Regions from separate parts of the Xenopus tropicalis genome. Here region 2 is linked to region 1. The links are chromatin contacts, called in public Hi-C maps. All regions are on one chromosome and are shown on one strand. Each heading gives the region's core, a stretch centred on a gene start, on an enhancer-like site or on the middle of the called end of the contact. The rest is flanking DNA. Distances are from core to core; before and after follow the strand shown. Region 1 has its middle 100 kb from the start of fignl2. Region 2 has its middle 65 kb from the start of fignl2.

Region 1 (5,289 bases), core at 731-3,230:
AGGTATCATTTCTATAATACTCTTGTATTTGTGTTTTTTTTTATTATTTTTGACGCTGGCTAACACGGTACTACAGTTTTTGTTAGTGTGACTAATCACTAGTGAACAGTTTTACACTGCAAATGTAATTTTAAAATAACAGCGCCATTTGCTGTTTATTTTAGCTGACTGGCTATACCCAGCTGAAAGTGTATTTTATGAGAAAAGAAAGTCTTGTGATGTTGCTCTGCTCAGAAAGTAAAGTTAGTGAGAAGAGAACAGTCTCTGACGTGTGTCTTTGGTCAGTTTTCAGAAGAGCAACATCACAAGACTAATCTTTCTTCAGAATTTTCAGCTGCCTGAAGCCAGTTGAAATTACCATCAGGTGGCGCCCTTGTTTCAGATTCATTCTATTAGCAGTTTACAATGAATGCAAATGACAAATGTGTTCTGAGTAATTTTACATTCACTTGTTTTGATTGTTTACAGTTTCTTTAAAGGGGTGATTCACCTGCAGCTTAACTTTTAGTATGTTATAGAATAGCCTATTCTTCGCAACTTTTCAATTAGTCTCCATCTTTTATCATCTCATTATTTGCCTTCTTCTTTTGCCTCTTTCCAGCTTTGAAATGGGGTCTAAAATTTTATGTTATTGCTACTTTTTATTTATTATCTTTCTTTTTAGGTCCTTTTCTATTCATATGTCTCTCTCTCTTTCAGGCCACTGCCTGGTTGCTAGGTTAAATTGGATCCTAGCAACAAGAAAGCTGCTGAAATCCCAAACTAAAGAGCTGCTGCACGAAAAAGTAAAAAAAATCCAAAACTTAAATAATAAAAAAAGATACCTAATTGTGAATTGTCTCAAAATAGCTCTCTCTATATCAATCTAAAAGTTCATTCAAATGTGAACAATGCCTTTAACATATTGTGATGGGAGACATTAGCTGCTTTATATGCTTGGCACAAAACACCAAAATGGCTACTCATGTGATTCAAGGGCTGGAGCTCAGGGAAATTACTGATAGACATAGAATATTTGCTTCCTAATATTTACAGACATTGTTTCATATAAGGGACTTCATTTTGGTTCAATAAATGTTGCTTTATCGGGAAGGAAAGATGATTCTATTGGGTACGTTATATAGCGGGTACCATCAGTGGAGATTTTAATGCTGCAGCCACCCTGAGGCAGCTCCTGTGATGCAGCCCTCCCATCGCTAACCTTTCCTGTGCCAGAGGGAGTCCAGGAGGGGTTGCAGAGCCAAATATCCAGTTTAATTATTCTGGCAACCTGAGGGGTGCTGCCACCAGAGGTGTGTTTCTCTGCCTTATAGAAGCAGCCCCCTGGGTAGCAAGGGGTTACTGATGCATTTCCTTGCAGCAAAGCATGCTATTGTGCATTGACACAGGACCAGGAGGGCAATTTAAGAGATAAATAGATGGCAGCAGAGAGGTTTTGTGTTTAGGATGTAATTACTGCACGTTACCAACAGAGGGGGCTAAAGAGAAGGGGGGGATTTCTTGGCAGGATATGTGGGAGGGCCCACAAGGGTATAAAGGAGGAGGCAGGAAGGGGTGTGGATCTCTTTGTGAATTGTCTCAAAACAGCACTCTCTACATCGTACTAAGAGTACATTTAAAGGTGAACAACCCCTTTAACATATCACAATGGGAAACAGCTGATTTGTATGCTTGGCGCAAAACACCAACTAGCACATAAATGTAAACCTTTAGTAGGTACAGTTTTGCCACCTGTGATTGTGCCCATGGATATTCTCATAGCCCTTCAGAGGCAGAGGCATTACATATTGCAGTAAGATTCTGTATAAAGTCATTTCCTTGGCTGAAGGAATCTTTCTATGAAGAATATGAGATTTCTTGGTGTCAGATGCATGGCTCACGTTGTGCTGAGCGCTGCCTGCATGGCTACGCACCCCCAGCTCTATTCTTACTGTAACTGCCAGGCCAGCTGCTTTGTTTGACGGATCACTAGTTTCCTTTGGTGCTGCCCGGCCGACTATGAAGCACTCATTGTTTCTGGTGGATTATAATAGTGCTTAAACTGTGCACTGCAAGGCAAGGGGATTATGGCTTGCGGCTTGCTGGAGGCTCTCACTGAGCCCTGCTTTCAGTGGCTTTAATAATTGCTTTGATGTCAGATGTTGATGTTAATACAGTTTACCGGTATGACTGGATTACTTGTAAAACATGCTATTGATTGGGCACTGCTGCATTTTTTATCTGTATTTATATCCATCTGCAGATTGGGTGCAGGCGGTATTTCATCCTGACAATAACTATACCATTACGCAGAATGCTTGGCTAATATATAGCTTTATTCCAAGGCAGCACTAGTGACACTGGAATACCCTAGCTTGTACGCAAACCTGTGTGTTCTACCCTCTGGCTGGGAATATCATTAAACAAAAAATACTAATGCAAAAAGAAGCTATCAATTTTGTAACTGATTAACATCAATGAACAATGTAAGCCTAGTAACCTGCAAATAAATAGCATTGCTTACCTGCTTGACAAATCCATTTTGTTCTTTGTAAATATCATATTCATTTCATGTTCCTACTGACTGTTGATGAAGAACTAAAAGCACATTTACACTTCTATTCTTGTCTATTCAATATTAAATGATTCTCTAACTTGGCTTGAAACCCTATCTTGTCTCAGAGAGGCCCCTCTTCTCCGTGTCTTGGGGGGGTTCACCAGAAGTACAGAAGAGGACCATGCTACTATGAGGCAAAACCATCTACCAAGTGTGCTCCTATGAGAAAGGAGAAACACTATCTATTTTAAATGTCCCCTGTACTAGGTACAATTAATGAGAATATTTGGTGTTAGAGTACCTATAATAAGTGAAATAATGCATTATATCCAAGGCTGTTGTGATACTAAAATTTACTATCAGTATTGATGTTGGTATATATAGTCTATGTAAGTGAGTATATAGATAGGTTGGTATGGGTCTATATATGTGCTGGGTTCACTTGAAAGGGTTGAATTTAATGGAGCTAAATTGAATTTTCAATCTCTTATATAGCAGTGCCCATTCTGCCCAAGTCTGATGTTGGGGGGAACTTGGGCCAAAGGAGCCCGCAAGATCCCCAGTGGGCCAGCCCAACATTGAAGGTTTGGCTAATTTGTTAAGTATAAGTATACTTTATTTTGGTCAGTTAACATGATATAAGAGGATTTAAAATTATATCATATAGTGACAGGTAGTTCACCTCTATGGTCAAAAATGAAAAATTATTGGTGAACTTTGTATAAAGTACTTACGAAAAATGCTTTAGCTCCTAGTTGTTGCTCTGTGCTGCAACCAAATACAACTGCAAAAATCCAAAAATAGGAAAAAAAGCTCCAGCAGATTAACTGCAAAACATTTATTATGGGTAGTGGTAACACTACCCATAATAAATGTTTTGCAGTTAATCTGCTGGAGCTTTTTTTCCTATTTTTGGATTTTTTCACCTCTATGGTCTTTCTGTCATAAATGGTTTATTCCAAGTCTGGTCAGAAGTCTTTTACAAGATAAAAAAAAATCTGTGGTTACTGGGGAGCCATGAACAAATACTTTCAACATCACCTGACTGCTTTCTGCCCATAATACCCGCTGATCAGACCTTAAAGCTCAGCATCAGCTTTTTGTCATAATACTAAAAAGTAAGACTGAGATATGTAATAATTAGAGGCACCGTTAGAGAGTGCTCAGACCCATCTCCTAAACCATAACTCCATGTGGAAATGTAGGACTTATACCTGGAACCCTTCATGCAATCTCTATTAGCTGGTTGTGATTTGTATGTTGCACAAAGCAAGCTCAATCAAGCGGCTCTTACTTCTAAATACATGGCCAGCTTTTGGTTTTCATTTGATAAAATATGGAAGATTTCCGAGATTTTACACAGGGCAAGGTTTTGATCAAAGGCTAAAAAATAGATTGCAAAGGGATTTGAATAGACTCAATACTATCTCACTTTCCAAATCAAGGCTGAGTTCATCTGACAAAGAGACAATGTATGAAAAATGACCATTAAATGTAGATACAAGGAAGCACTGCCTATGATTAAGTACCAGGAGGTACGAAACGCGTAAGGCTCTCTGTATCATGTGTTAAATAAAAGGTTTTTGATTTTATTTTTACCTCTCATGAACAATCGCTATTCATTTTGACTATACCAGAGTGCCTGCCCTCATTCTATATCAGAGATGTATCCATGATGGCTCCCTTTGGCTGAAGGTCTGGGGCATGAGCACCTGGGACCACCTATACTACGGGTGAGATCTATTCCTATGAGCATATGTACTACTACAACATGTTACAAGGTAGCACTGCACTAATTATACAAGGGTGGCCACCAGGGTCTCTGACCTGTGTTTCCTTTTCATCTTTTTCAGTAAGGACTATATATGGACTGGATCAGTCTGGCTTCATTTACCCTGAGCAGGGGTATAAATGGGGCTATATCAAGCCTAACAGCAAGAGAAGCCCCCACAAAGACCAAATACCTTGGAATTAGACATTTCAAATTGTTTGGCCACTGCAAAATGCAATTATATGTACTATAAGTGCATCTAGAATAACATTTGGGTCTGCACTGTTTATCTGTGTTATTAGGACCCAGAATGTTACGTTGGGATAAATAAAAACCATTATGGTTGGCTACAATAATAACTGTAATTACATGATTGGCTAGTAAGAACAATTTGTTACTTTCTATTCTTCTAAGAAGCATTCAATGTTTGACTATATAGCCCAAGACTTCATTTTTTAGATTCTCATAGAGCTTAAATGAGAAAATTTGGGGAGTATTGAGGCTTTGCATACTAACATGTTCCATGAGGCTCAAACACATCTGAGTTCTATTTAAAGTAAGGTAATGGCTATGCATCCATGTATTCTTGTTATAGGCAAATACAGGATGGTTAGAGGGTTATCACAACAGAATTTGCCAGCCATAGCTTTAATCCTCCCATTTAGACCGACCAACAGGTATAATGCAACTGACCCCTAATGGCTAGCTCTTCTTTCACAAAAGCAGACATGCAATATTGGGTTATACAATCAATCCAAGATGTCCAATGACAACGCGTTAGATGGATCCTTGCCCCAAATGAAACATTGCTTTACAGACAGACAACTCAAACATATGTGTAAATATAAAGAAGTAAGTTACAGAAGCTATTTAAATATTGGTGAATAAGAGTAAAAGCAAAACATTTGAAACAAGCTCACATGAAGGAATGGGGGATCCAACAAATGATTTCTAGAAAAAGCCGTGCCAATGATTTGACTTT
Region 2 (5,289 bases), core at 1,738-4,237, 170 kb after region 1:
TTTTTAATACCCTATACATTTTTTTAAATAGTCTTACATATCCCAATGTGGTGGGTTTTTAATTTAGCCCCAGGGAGCCATTATACAAAGAATGGAAGCAAGAATGCCCGAGTATACCCGACCGGGATTTTTTTCTCTATTAAAAAAAGATATACAGGTATGGGACCTGTTATCCAGAATGCTCGGGACCTGTGGTTTTCCGGATAAGGGGTCTTTCTGTAATTCGGATTTCCTACCTTAAGTCTACTGAAAAAAATATTTAAACAGTAATTAAACCCAATAGGATTGTTTTGGCTCCAATAAGGATTAATTCTATCTTAGTTGAGATAAAGTACAAGGTACTGTTTTATAATTACAGAGAAAAAGGAAATAATTTTTAAAAATGTGAATTATTTGACTAAAATGGAGTCAATGGGAGATGACCTTTCCGTAATTCGGAACTTTCTGGATAATGGGTTTCCGGATAAGGGGTCCGATACCTGTACTTCACTATCCAGCATTCCTGTTTTTGAAGGTGTTCGGAGACTATTTTTTTGGCTCATATATCCCCCACATCTGGTGAGTAGGCAGTCTCCCAAGAGTGTTGATTTTGCACTGCACTGCACTTTCACTATTTGGTTTTATATAAAGGAATTCTTCACGTGCACTAAAATGAAAGATTCATTGTCTTAGAAATTCTGCACCAGGCGAATTATGTTGTGCTTTCCCACAGAGTTTGTTTTTAAAGATTGTGAATGGTCATGCAAGGTGGGCAAGCAGCTCCTATTCACGTCAGAATAAAGAGCCGATTGGACTTTCTTTTATTCTATACATTTTTTAAAATAGTCTTACATATACCCAAAACTCACAAAATTCAGAGGGCTAGTAGGAGAGAATATCTGTGGGTTTTTAATCTAGCCCCAGGGAGCCATTATAAGAAGAATGGAAGCAAGAATGCAAGCGTGAATGTCAGTTAAGGCTCACTAAGAGAATTAGATGTGTTACTAACCATATCCAAGCATCTTTCTTAAATTCCAGGTACTAATGGTCACAGTTTAACTGTTTGAGTCAATTTAGTAGATGACAATTTTACAGTCGGAGATGCCAATTAAGTTAAAAGCCTTGTGTCAATAATTCTGGAACACAGACGACACGATAGCTGCAACCCTACAGCTTTTCATTTGTAACAACAGAGTATAAACAAGTACTATTTAAACCAGAATACATTAGACAGATATAACATTTTAGGAATTATCTCCTAGACACTCTAACCATAATAAGTGAACCATATCTACAGCTTACCATTACTTATATATATATATATACGATATATATATATATATATATATATATATATGTATATATATATATATAAAAAGGCTGAGGCACACACTTATAGGGATTACAACCTGGGTGCAAATCAGAAAAACAATGTAAATATGTAAAAAATGCTGATGCACACCAGGAAAATTTCATCAAAAAAAGATGCTTATTTTATTTAGATCAACGTTTCGGTCCTCAACCGGGACCTTTATCAAGGTCCCTGGGGTCAGGGAGTCCCTGATGAAAGTTCCAGTAGGAACTGAAACTTTGGACTAAATAAAACCTCTTTTTTGTATTCTCCAAACTTGTAACTCCTGAGTAAAAATCCCTGTGTGTGCCGTCACCCCTTGTATATATAGATATATATATAGCTGGCTGAGTCAGGACCATTCCAAAGCTTTTGCATGCATACATTTGCTTTCACTGGAATTAAGGCCCATAACCCAAACCCTATAAAAACTACTTCAGACCATTATTCCTCTTCCACCAGAGTTTACAGTTGGCATTATGCAGGTTGCATTTTCCTGGCATCTGCGTCACACTATCACATGGTAATGCATGCTACATTACTCATGTAATGATTTCAAAGCAATCTGACATCACAAAATTATCTAACAGGGCAGCCCACTGCCTCGCCACCCTTAAAGGAGACCCTAAGGGGTTGCATTTTATGTTTTTCTTGGTAAAGAAAGATTCCCTGTTATCTGCCTATAATGACTCTAATGTATTTGTTATGTAACGTTGCAAGCCCCACCTCTCCACAGAAAGCAAACCCAACTTTCATAATTTTAGTATTTACATTGTCTCATTCCTTTTATTTTCTTCAATAGTTTACTTGCACGTCTATAAGTAAGTAAGCTTGTAAGTAATATATTAGGGGTTGAAGATGATACAAAACTTTGCAGGCCAATTAATTCTGTTCAGGAAATGCTGAATTTATCCACAAATCCATACCTGGCAAAATCATTTTATTCATCACGACATCTCACAGCTGGGGCATATTCAGCAGGCTATTTGCTGATTCCTTGTATAGAGGTGTGGATAGGGTACTAACAGATGCAGGATTGAGAGGATCAACCCAAATGATCTGAGATATCTGGAAAGTCATGTGGTACAGACCTCTGCAGATTTCTATAAATTAACTGCTTATTAGCCATTTTGGATTTGGATTGTGCATGTGACCAATGTTAGATAGCTTCTGTGGCAACAACATTTGTTCTGATTAGAAATATGATGCTGAACAGAAAGAAGTTAAACAAGCTTGTTTATCATTAATACTTTTTTTAAATATATTGCTTGCTTGCTGCACTGTCCACATATAAAGAATCCATTGTAAACAAAATACATGGGATCATTTTACTTCATGTAATGGTAATACTGGTCACATTTTTGCTTTCATTGGCATTACTGCTGTTGACCAGTCAGACCCCATTTATGATCAGTTGCCATTGGTTATAAAAGTACAAAATACACCAATTTCATAATTTCTTCCCAGGCGCTATGTGGTCCTGCTCCAAACAACTCATTGGATTTACACAGCACACATTAGTTTTGTGTTTTTGGAGGTTTTACATTTGCTCTCTCTGCTAGTCACCAGGAGTTTGCACTGCTGACAGATTGCTGAACGGGGGCCAATTATTTTAGGGAATTTGCTGCTGGACTGATGCTATGATGGTAACTGGATCCTCTATGGGGAGGGTGCTGACTTGTCAATCACTGCAAGCATGTGTTCTGCAGGGATCTGTCCATGACAACACAGTCAGGCAGATAAGGGGCCAAAGGGAACAGCACTTTGGCACAGAAGTAATGGAGAGAAAGCCAGGAAAGGCTGGAATGGAATAATTTTAGACTAAAGATCATAGCTCAAGTTTTACTGTGCTATTTATGTACAGTATATATATTTCTAGGTAACATGGAATTCATGATACTTTCATATTACTAGCATTCCTGTACAAGTGCTATACATAATGTATAATCTCTTGTTTGTACGGAAACTTGTGTTCTTAATGTCACATTTCTTATAAATGTCTATGCAGTCTGAGTAAATATAATTGTCTGTAAAATGCTGTTGCTTGAAGCTATATCCTGTATGTAACCCAACTCCATACTGACACATTTCAAACCCATCCTTTGGCGTTTTTTAAATGTGCCGTAAGCTTCATTCTGTAAAATGGGCTTATCGCTGAATTTATAAATATACAATATATATATATACAAATATAAGTGGATATGAAGTTATTTGTAAGTGAAATTGCCAATAAAAAAGGCACTATCTCTCTGCATGACCGGCTCTGACTCCTGAAACAATTTAGCAGAAGCCAGCTGATTAACAGACCTGAAGGAGACTCCTGTTACATGGTTCCACGAGTCAAAACAAGAGAACATAAAGGGACAGACAGACACCGCTTTCAATAGAAATTACATTTATAATTAACGTTAATGCCAATGGTAATATTTAATCAATGAATATTGGAAAGTTGTGTGGAGGCTAATTTATCAAAATTTGTATTTGTGTAATTTGCAATTTTTTTCTTATTCGAATAACCTCGGCATTTTTAAAGATGTAAATGTTACTTTATTTATATACAAATCTGAAAAAACAAACACGAGCAAATAAAATCATTAAAATAACCCGAAAAAAGTGTGACTAAATAGGTAAAATGTTGCCTAGTACAGCTCCCATTGGTTTCTACATGACCTCCCAAGGTTCCCCTTTTTGTGATGGGCTGGGTGCTCCCTCAGAGATCACCTGACAGGAAATAATGCAGCTCTAACTGTAACAGGAAGTAGTGTGGGAGTAAAAGGCAGAACTCTGTCCATTAATTGGCTGATGGGGCCTAGCATGTATGTGTGCCTTGGCTTGTTTGTGTGCACTGTGAATCCTATGATCCCAGGGGGCGGCCTTTAATTCTTAAAATGGCAATTTTCTATTTAGGATTACCCAATAGCACATACTACTAAAAAAGTATATTTTAAAAATTTTATAAATGGTTTATTTAGATGAAGCAGGGTTTTACACATGAGGTTGTTTATGCAATATATTTTTATAGAGACCAACATTGTTCAGGGGAATAGTTTTCCTTTAATAAATATTACAAATTCACGTTTTTTTAAACCACAATTCAAATTCATGATTATTAGCACAAAAACACAAATCAAGAAAAAACAATATGCATATTCCTTTATTATACAAAAAACAGTTCTTGGGTGGAGATCCCCTTTAAGCCCCAAAATGTGTTCCAGTAAATGTAAGGCAAGTTAATGTGCACATGCTGATGGGACCCTGGAGTTATTTTCTCTGGTGGGCTCCCGGTACCGCAGTCCAACACTGAGGATAGATATAAATAAAATGTCATCATTTTCACCCTTTTTCAATGTCGACGTTGTATTTCAGGCATTTTTCCTGTTTAAAAAATCCAATACATGTATGTATGTATGTATGTATAACTTTATTTATAAAGCGCCACAAGGGTACGCAGCGCTGTACAGTCTTACAGAATACAAAATTACACACAGGGAGGACAAGTGATATAATAAATAAATACAATAAATACATATATGTATATATATATATATAAGTGCTATGTGGTATGAGACACAGTAGGAAGGAGGTCCCTGCCCCATAGAGCTTACAATCTGAGTGGTTGGGTAACATACAGGCACAAACTGGAAGGTAAGAGTGCACCAGGTATGGGCATTTGCCCTTAAGCGCAGGACTGGGCAAAATAATGTTTTAGTGCTCCAGAAGGTAACAGCTGAGTTTCTACATAACTGTCATTGTCCTGAGCAACATTTTTCCATGGATAAAAAATAGTGACGAGCGAATTTGTCCAATTTAGTGTTGCCGACAAAATTGTGGAAAATTGGTGAAACTACTCTACCATGCAACTTTTTTAATGCACGCAACTTTTTTTAATGATTTTTTTTGTCACTGTGAACTTTTTGACACAGGCGTGACTTGATTTCGACACAATTGTGACTTTTTCA

Evidence for each region. A called contact is a pair of places that touch in the nucleus more often than the background predicts.
Region 2: a Hi-C map of neurula embryo shows a contact between it and region 1, with 5 times the contacts expected there. The contact joins two enhancer-like sites. A contact is called at or near these places in 4 of 5 Hi-C or Micro-C datasets (brain, gastrula embryo, neurula embryo and 1 more).

What each region holds. Positions count from the first base shown.
Region 1 is chr2:142,817,406-142,822,694 of UCB_Xtro_10.0, forward strand. No RefSeq gene overlaps it. Among named protein-coding and RNA genes, the nearest start is that of fignl2, 100 kb to the right of the region's middle. Within about 2 kb of position 1,981, at least 2 of the 11 cell types and tissues checked have an H3K27ac peak or open chromatin away from gene starts, as enhancers often do. A contact at or near this core is called in neurula embryo, where this site is marked.
Region 2 is chr2:142,983,949-142,989,237 of UCB_Xtro_10.0, forward strand. No RefSeq gene overlaps it. Among named protein-coding and RNA genes, the nearest start is that of fignl2, 65 kb to the left of the region's middle. Within about 2 kb of position 2,988, at least 2 of the 11 cell types and tissues checked have an H3K27ac peak or open chromatin away from gene starts, as enhancers often do. A contact at or near this core is called in neurula embryo, where this site is marked.